Regions from separate parts of the Rattus norvegicus genome. Here region 2 is linked to region 1. A link is a contact called in public Hi-C data. All regions are on one chromosome and are shown on one strand. The core of a region is the stretch at or near the end of the contact, and the rest is flanking DNA. Distances in the headings are between cores, read along the strand shown. Region 1 has its middle 77 kb from the start of Tmem45b. Region 2 holds the start of Barx2 (BARX homeobox 2).

Evidence for each region. A called contact is a pair of places that touch in the nucleus more often than the background predicts.
Region 2: a Hi-C map of prefrontal cortex shows a contact between it and region 1, with 4 times the contacts expected there. The contact joins the promoter of Barx2 here to the enhancer-like site in region 1. A contact is called at or near these places in 12 of 12 Hi-C or Micro-C datasets (the A7r5 cell line, the Rat2 cell line, Schwann cells and 7 more) and 1 of 1 datasets of contacts at active chromatin or transcription factors (oligodendrocytes).

The regions. Positions count from the first base shown.
Region 1 is chr8:38,243,912-38,247,819 of GRCr8, reverse strand. No RefSeq gene overlaps it. Among named protein-coding and RNA genes, the nearest start is that of Tmem45b, 77 kb to the right of the region's middle. Within about 2 kb of position 1,774, at least 7 of the 93 cell types and tissues checked have an H3K27ac peak or open chromatin away from gene starts, as enhancers often do. A contact at or near this core is called in prefrontal cortex, where this site is marked.
Region 2 is chr8:38,575,073-38,578,980 of GRCr8, reverse strand. It overlaps Barx2 (BARX homeobox 2), which reads left to right and starts at 2,003. Exons shown (of 4, transcript NM_001427453.1): 1 at 2,003-2,512. The coding sequence starts at 2,326.

The sequences.
Region 1 (3,908 bases), core at 525-3,024:
TTCAGAGGTCTATGCTACACTGTAGCAAGAACCCTGAGCATCCTTAAACATAGTTCAGTTGTTGAGTGCCCTGTAAGGCAGGGGCAGGTAGCGCAATACAGTAATAAATTTGGGGGAGGAAGAAGCCTGATCCATAGCCATTTGTTTAACTTATAGCTTGGATCCTCTACAGCTGTTCCTTTCCAGTTGGCTTCACCTTCAGCCGTCTTCTCTTTTCCTGGTCAAATAACTTGGACTTGGTGATCATTGTAACAAAATCTTCTGTAAGACAGACTTGCTTCTTGCTATGTAACTGCTAACATTCACATCAGGTAACAGCACAATCTTCCTTAGCCTCTGAGTGGTGGGTTTTAGGTGGTGTCGTAGTGCCTTTTGATTAATTTAAGTATTTAATTTTCATCTTCCTTGGATCCATTTGGCCTCTCTCTTTTTTTTCCCCTGGAGCTGAGGACTGAACCCAGGGCCTTGCGCTTGCTAGGCAAGCGCTCTACCACTGAGCTAAATCCCCAACCCCCCCCCATTTGTCCTGTCAATTGAACATTTTCTGCTAAACAATTTGATCTTATTGTCCTGTGTAGAAGAAACTTAATAAAATATCTGTCATGTGAGCAAAAAGAAAAAGAAATGACAGATAGATAGAGTGATGATAGATGGATCGATGGATGGATAGACAGACAGATACAGTCTGATAGTATAACAAAGTAGATCATAAATAGATGTTTCTCAAAAGAAGGCATACAGATGGCAAACAGATATGTGGAAAAAAACGTTCAACATCATCAATCATCAGAGTTGTGTAAATCATAGTGAGATAACACCTGGCTCCCATAAGTCACTATCAGTGTGGAGATGCCTTAACGAATTAGACATAGGAACATTTTTCCATTTGTTTTGTTTTGGTTTGGGTTGGGTTGGGTTGGGTTGGGTTGGGTTGGGTTGGGTTGGGTTGGGTTTGGGCTACTGGGATTTTCTGTGTAACAGAGTCCTGGCTGTCCTGGACTTGATTTGTAGACCAGGCTGGCCTCGAACTCACAGAGATCTGCCTTTAATCTCAGTGCTGGGATTAAAGACGTGCACGACTCTGCTCAGCTTTGATTGTAGCAACTTCATAAAGATGCCGGCTGAGGCAGATCTCTGTATGAGTTCAAAGCCAGCAATCTACATAGCAAGTTCCAGGCCAGCCAGGGCTATAGAAGGGGACTCTGCCTCAAGAAGCAAACAGCAACTGCAAAGCTGCCGATTTGCTGGCTCCGTGACATAAGAACCTTCCCAAGTATGAACCGCACTGTTGGGAAATTCAGACTGCAGTAGGTCCGTATTCTGAAATCTGGCTAACATTACACCACTAGACTATAGGGATGAAACTGCATCAGAATGTGCAGTATTCAGAGACGTGGAAATGTAATCAAAACCGGAATCTGCAGGGGACATAAACACAGGTTCCAAGCAGCACACCAGGTACTAGGAAGGATTTCACAAGGGCTGGACTGAGATTCAGAACTGGACTCCTTTTGAAGAATTTCCCAGGGGTGTGGCCACCAGCATAGGCAACTGGGTCTGAGAGCACCTCCCACTGACCAGACCTGCTTCTATAATCAAGGCTCCCAAAGGAAAGCCTGCAGGCAGGAATAGCATTTGCAGCACAGCTCGTGAAGAACCACCCTGACCAGCATTTATGATCCAATATCACAAAGGAACATCCAGGGCTATGATAGGCATCTGGGATCCTGGCAAGTGTTCTGCTGTGAGAGGAGTACTGAGTAGGCTGTAGTACCAAACATCGAGCTAGCAGAGGAGGAGGAGGATGCCTAAACCCTACCACTACCCAGTCCCTCTTGAACATAGCAAACCACTCCCGCTGAAAGAAAAACAACTTTTCTTTTTAATTCAGGGTGTGGGAGTGTGGCATGTTTTCGTGAGTGAGGTGCTTGCTGTATAAGCATGAGAGCCTGTGTTTGGATTTCTAGAACTCTACAAGGGCAGGAATGTAGACTTACCTGCCTCTGAGTCCAGAACTGAGTTATATCTGCCTGAGAGGCTTGGGCTGCTCAGTCTAGCTGAAATGGAGAGCTTTCTGTTCAATAAGAGGACTCTCTTCCTCTGTCTCCCCTCTCCTCCCTCTCTCTCAATCTCTCCTCTCTCTCTCAACCACTCTCTCTTCTCCTCTTTCTGTCTTCTCATCTCTCCTTCCTTTCCCCTTTCTTTCTTCTCTTTCCTCTCTCTTTCTCTTTCTACCCCTCTCTCTCCTCCCACCCCTCTCTCTCCTCTTAATATCTCTCCTCTATATTTCCTTTCTGTCTCCCATCTCTCTCATTTCTCCATTCTTCCCCCCTTCTCTTTCTCAATCTCTCATTTTCTCATAAGAAATTAATAAAAAGGTACAAATGGAACATTCAAGGTCTATGGGACATTATGAAAAACCAAATCTGTAAGCCATGGGCATAAGTGGAGAATTATGTCATAGAAAACATTTTCAACAAAATCATAGCAGATAATTGTCCAAATATAGGTTTTTTAAAGATTTATTCATTTATTATATATAAGTACACTGTAGCTGTCTTCAGACACACCAGAAGAGGGCATCGGATCTCTTTACAGATGGTTGTGAGCGCACCATGTGGTTGCTGGGAATTGAACTCAGGATCTCTGGAAGAGTAGTCGGGTACTCTTAACAACTGAGCCATCTCTCCAGCCCCCAAATATAGGTTTTAAGATGGCCATCCAGATACAGAAAGAATATGGGACACCAAAGAAATAAGACCAGAAAATAACATCCCTGGCCCATAGTATAGTTAAACAAAGAAAGTACATAGAAAGCTGCAAGAGAAACCATCAACTCACATATAAAGACAGACCCATCCGGTTTCTTGGCATATGCTTTAAAACCCAAGGGGGCTAAGAGTGCTACATTTCAAGTTCTGCAAGATGACAGGTGCCAGTCACAACTACTTTACCCAGCAAAACTATGTCATAATTTGAGCAGAAAGAGAACATTCCCATAATATAAACAGGCTGAGAAAATCCCTGACAACTAAACAACAAGCTCTAAAGAACACAGAAGCAGCCTTGAAGCTAACAGAAAAGAAGGACATGTTCAATTGAAAAGAAGAAAGAAACTCAGCCGGGTAAGAGTGGCACATGCCTTTAATCCCAGCACCGTGAAGGCAGAGACAGGTGGATCTCTGTGAGTTTGAGGCCAGCCTGGTCTACAGTGTGAGTTCTAGGACAGGTGGGACTACACAGAGAAACCCTGCCTCAAAACAAGAAGGAGAAGGAAGAGGAGGAGGAGGAATGGGGAGGAGGAGGAGGGGGGGAGGAGGGGGAGGAGGAGAGAAAAAAAGAAAGCTCCAACTAAAATATTTCAGGCCCAGATGAATTAATTCTAAATTCTACTATGGTCACATTAGACCACAAAACAGAAGAAGAAGGAAGGATACCAAACCTTTTTTATGAAGCTAGTTCTGCTCTGATGCCAAAGTGGATAAAGATATAACAAAGACATTTATACAGTGAACCCAGGGGCAAACATTCTCAATAAAACACTGAGTTCACCTCCACAGGGGAAACGTGAAGATACTGAGATGGGAAATCACACACCAGGAAGCCTTCCGTGCTTCTAGCTTGGAAGAGTTAATATTGTGGAAATGGCTACATTAGAAAGGTTACCTACGGGCTGGAGAGATGGCTCAGTGGTTAAGAGCACTGACTGCTCTTCCAGAGGTCCTGAGTTCAAATCCCAGCAACCACATGGTGGCTCACAACCGTCTGTAATGAGATCTGATGCCCTCTTCTGGCCTGTAGTTGCATACATGCAGGCAGAAAGCTGTATGATGTATACATAATAAATAAATAAATGTTAAAAAAAAAAAAAAAGAAAGGTTACCTACAGGTTCAATTTAACCCCCTAA
Region 2 (3,908 bases), core at 754-3,253, 330 kb before region 1:
AAAGGAAGAAAGAAAAAGAAACAAGCATGCACTATAGGGGAGAACAGAACGAAGGGCAGAAGTAAGGAAAGAGAAAAAGGAAACCAAACTTAGAGGCCCTAAAGGCGAGTACGAACATGAAAGAGGGATAGAGTTATGGGAGAAGAAGAGGGAGGAGCCAAGAGAAAGAAAGAGAAAAGGCTGAAGGACAGGAGTGCTGTACAGAGACAGGGTTCCCCTCAGAGTGACCCAGAGCGCACGCCTTCCGTGCGACCGCTGCGGAGCCTGCTAGCCTAAGCGCGGCGGCACAGTCAAGCTCTTCCCTGAGGCCATTCAGACGCCGGGCTCCGAGCACTACAAGCCGGTCTCGCCGTTGCCTCTGTCAATCCCGCCAAGCATTTAGTTTCTTCGTAGCTGCTTAAAAGCGCGGCACTGTCCTGGTGACTCAAGAGAGCTCCCCAGGATTGCCATGGCAGCCAGTGTTGCGCCCGGGTTCCTGGTCCCCGCTCCTTGCGCAGCGGGTCGAGGCGAGCGATGGCAGCGCCCAGACTGATCAGGGACAGGTCCTAGGCCTTCCATCCTCCTCTGCAGATAGGGCACAGAGTCCAGGGATAAAAGCAAGGAGCACACCGCCACTACGGTATCTAGCTGCAGTGCTGGCCCGCCTGTGCTGGAACAGAAGAAATAAAAGCGACCCCAAGAGTTAAGCAGGGAAGAGAAATCAGGCAGAAGCAGACACATGGGAAATAAAGATCGTCAATATGAGCTGCTGGCCACGGCAAACGCTCAACTATGATTCAGCCTGTTAATGCCTATTTTCTTTAGGTGTTTAATCATTAGTTCAGCAAGTTTGTTCCTTAGCGAGTTTAACCACCAGCCCAGGTGCGCGTCCCGAATTGCTTCCGCGGCTAGCCGTGCTCAGAGTGCGCAGCCACGCAGAACACTCCCGAGACTCAGATCAGCCCCACAGTGCGAGCATCAAGGAAACATCGTCGGCTGTCTGTGTCCCAAATTCTGTATCCCCGCTGTCCGTTTTCTCTCCAGCTCACGCACACCGCTTCAGGGGCATAGTCTTGGGGGCTGGGAGCGCACAGGGAGTTCGATTCCCACGGCGGTGGGAGTCACTGACCGCAAGAGCTGTCCCAGGCATTTAGGTGCGAGCCAGACCTCACGCAAGGATTGTGGTTGAGAACAAAGTTCGTTCAGACATTGATTCTGAGATTAGGACGCAAAGAAGAAAGCCTCTAAGAAGAAACCATCCCGAAATAGCTAAAGTGTGTTATGTCCAGGAATGAAAATCGGGATTGGGCGCTAGCAAAAGCCAGAATTTGGGCTGTGTAAGGGCCGCGGGCAGGTGGCGATCCTGCTGTTTTGCCTTTCTAGCAAACAAACAAACAAACAAACAAACAACAACAACAACAACGAACGATTGTATGAACAGAATTTAAACACACACACATCACATTACTACTCCAGTTTATTATTGGGGTAACGGAGTGTGCTAAATTCATTTGTAATTTGGGGTCCTAGGGAGGTAGTCAAGCTTGCAACCTTGGCGCAAAAGTCCCATCCCGGGAGCGCACGGGTGCAGCGCGTGCTTGGGAGCTGCCGATTGAGAGGGGACGCCGTGGTTTTAGGAAATGGCCCACGCGGGAACAAGAGAGGCTCGGTAGTCGTCCGGAACCGCGTGCTCTGGGGCCTGGAGCCTTGGGATTCTGTTTGAAGATGCCACTGCTTTGTGGCCAGAGGTGTGGACATAGCTGCCTACAGGGTTGCGGGGAGCCGGGAGCGGTGCCCCCTTTAGCTGGCTCTAGGCTGGGCAGTGAGGAGCGTTGCTGCTTGGAAAACTGGCGGCCCGACTCCTGAGCCGCCCGAGAAGGCGGTGCGCTCCGGACGTACTGCGCGTGCACACACACGAGCTCGCGCGCACACCCCGTACACACACCTGAAGCTGGGGGAGGGCGAGAGGAGAACCGAGGCGAGTGTCTTAAAATAGAGAGCCAGCCCGGCGAGCGCTCGACTCTCGGGACGGCGGGAGGCAGCGAGCAAGAGCGGTCGGACCCGGGGTGCGCAGGTCAGCACCCCGGCCGCACGGGCGCGCAGGGGCGGGGTAGCAGCCGACGCCCCTCGGCTCGCGCTCCGCACCTGGCCCTGCAGGAAGTGCGCGCTGATTGACAGCTGCGGTGTCCCAAAAAGGCTGTAGTCAAAGATGCTGCTCGGCGGGTGGGTGTAGACGCAGCAGGCGCGCCTGTGCCCTCTCTGTTTCGCGCGCCTCCCCGGGCCCCGCCGCCCCTCTGGCTGCCGAGGAGCGGGGCTCAGGTCTCCAGGCTCCGGTCCCGGCTCACCATGCACTGCCACGCGGAACTGAGGCTGAGCTCACCCGGCCAGCTCAAAGCAGCCAGGAGGCGCTACAAGACTTTCATGATCGATGAGATCCTCTCCAAGGAGACCTGCGACTACTTTGAGAAACTTTCCCTCTACTCTGTGTGCCCATCGCTGGTGGTGCGACCCAAGCCCCTGCACTCTTGTACCGGTAAGACAATCGCTGGGAGATATAGTGGGCTGTTGTACTTTTGACCGCGTGCGGTCGCCTTTGCTTTCCAACTCGAGAGCGAGAGAGACCAAGGGATTCTTTCCCTGCGTTCTTGCGAGAACAGACTAGGCAGCGGAGCACATTCAAAAGCGTTTGCAGACCGCCGGGCAGGTACTGCTCCCTGGATGGGAGTTAAGACCAAGTGCTCTTGGAGTGGGACACCAATGTAACATAACTGTCCCTGCTTCTTGGAGAAAGCTCCCTCCTCCCTGGCACTACTGGGGGTTGGGCGTTTAGTGAGAAACTTCAAACATTTCAACAGATTCAGTGCCTAGGTGGTTTCAAGCAGTGAGCCTGTTCTTTTCAACTTGAATTTGGTGGTCTCATCTTTCACCTAGAGCTGGATTGCCCAGCCTCTTCTGTAATTTTACGGGTAAATCAGTTCCCCAAGCTTCAAAATAAACTTGTGAATACATCAAACTTTACTTAAAATGATTGCCCTCGAGAAAGTAGTTTTGCCCTCTGCTGAGTTTTGACACAAGCAGAGAGGATGAACTCTTTGTCTTAAGTGACTAAAACCAACACTAGTAAGAGAAAAAAACAAAACAAAGCAAAAACAAAACAAAACAAAACAAAACCCTCTCAAACCTCGTTTCCTCTGTCCACAAAAACTAGACTAATAGGAAGGAGACAGAGAATTTAGTAGCTACATTGGAAAAGTAGCTATGTGGAAAATCAATCGAAAGGCATTTAAAGCAGAGCGTACATTAAGAGAAGGTCGGGGTTTCAAAGTCCCTTGACCTCATGGAGATCAGGCTACAAAAAAAAACCCCCCATAGGTGCAGCTAAAAACAGTTGGAGAAAAAAATTATTTTCAAAGACGTTCTTGACCATGCTTTCCACTAAAAGCACACATTTGGTGCTTTGGGCCTTTGATTCCATGCTCGCTGTATGGCTGCCGTGAAGTAAGCTCACGAAATTAAACTTTGAAAAACTGTTGTGTGTGCTCTCTGCAGTGGCCCTCAAAGGCTTCTTTTTGGAACTTTCGGGATAAAAGGCTGCTAAATGTAATACTTGGACTACTATTTCTTCCTTGGCTCTGTTGACAGTCCAGCTAAGCCAGTCAGTCACTAAATCTAAATAATAAATACGACGAGAGGTTTTTCCAAAAACCAAGTTATTCCTACCTTTGTTTGGCCATAAAATGAATATTACACTTCTTGTCAGCAAGGTAGTTTTAGACCTGGTATCCCATAACCGTCCTTGTAATACTCAGTTTTACAAACAAGCAAATAAGATATACATTAAAGACATTTGAGGAGCGAGATAGATACTTACCCTGTTGGCATTTCATCTGCTGTAGGAAGAGCCTCGGATGAGTTGTCTGCGAATGTGT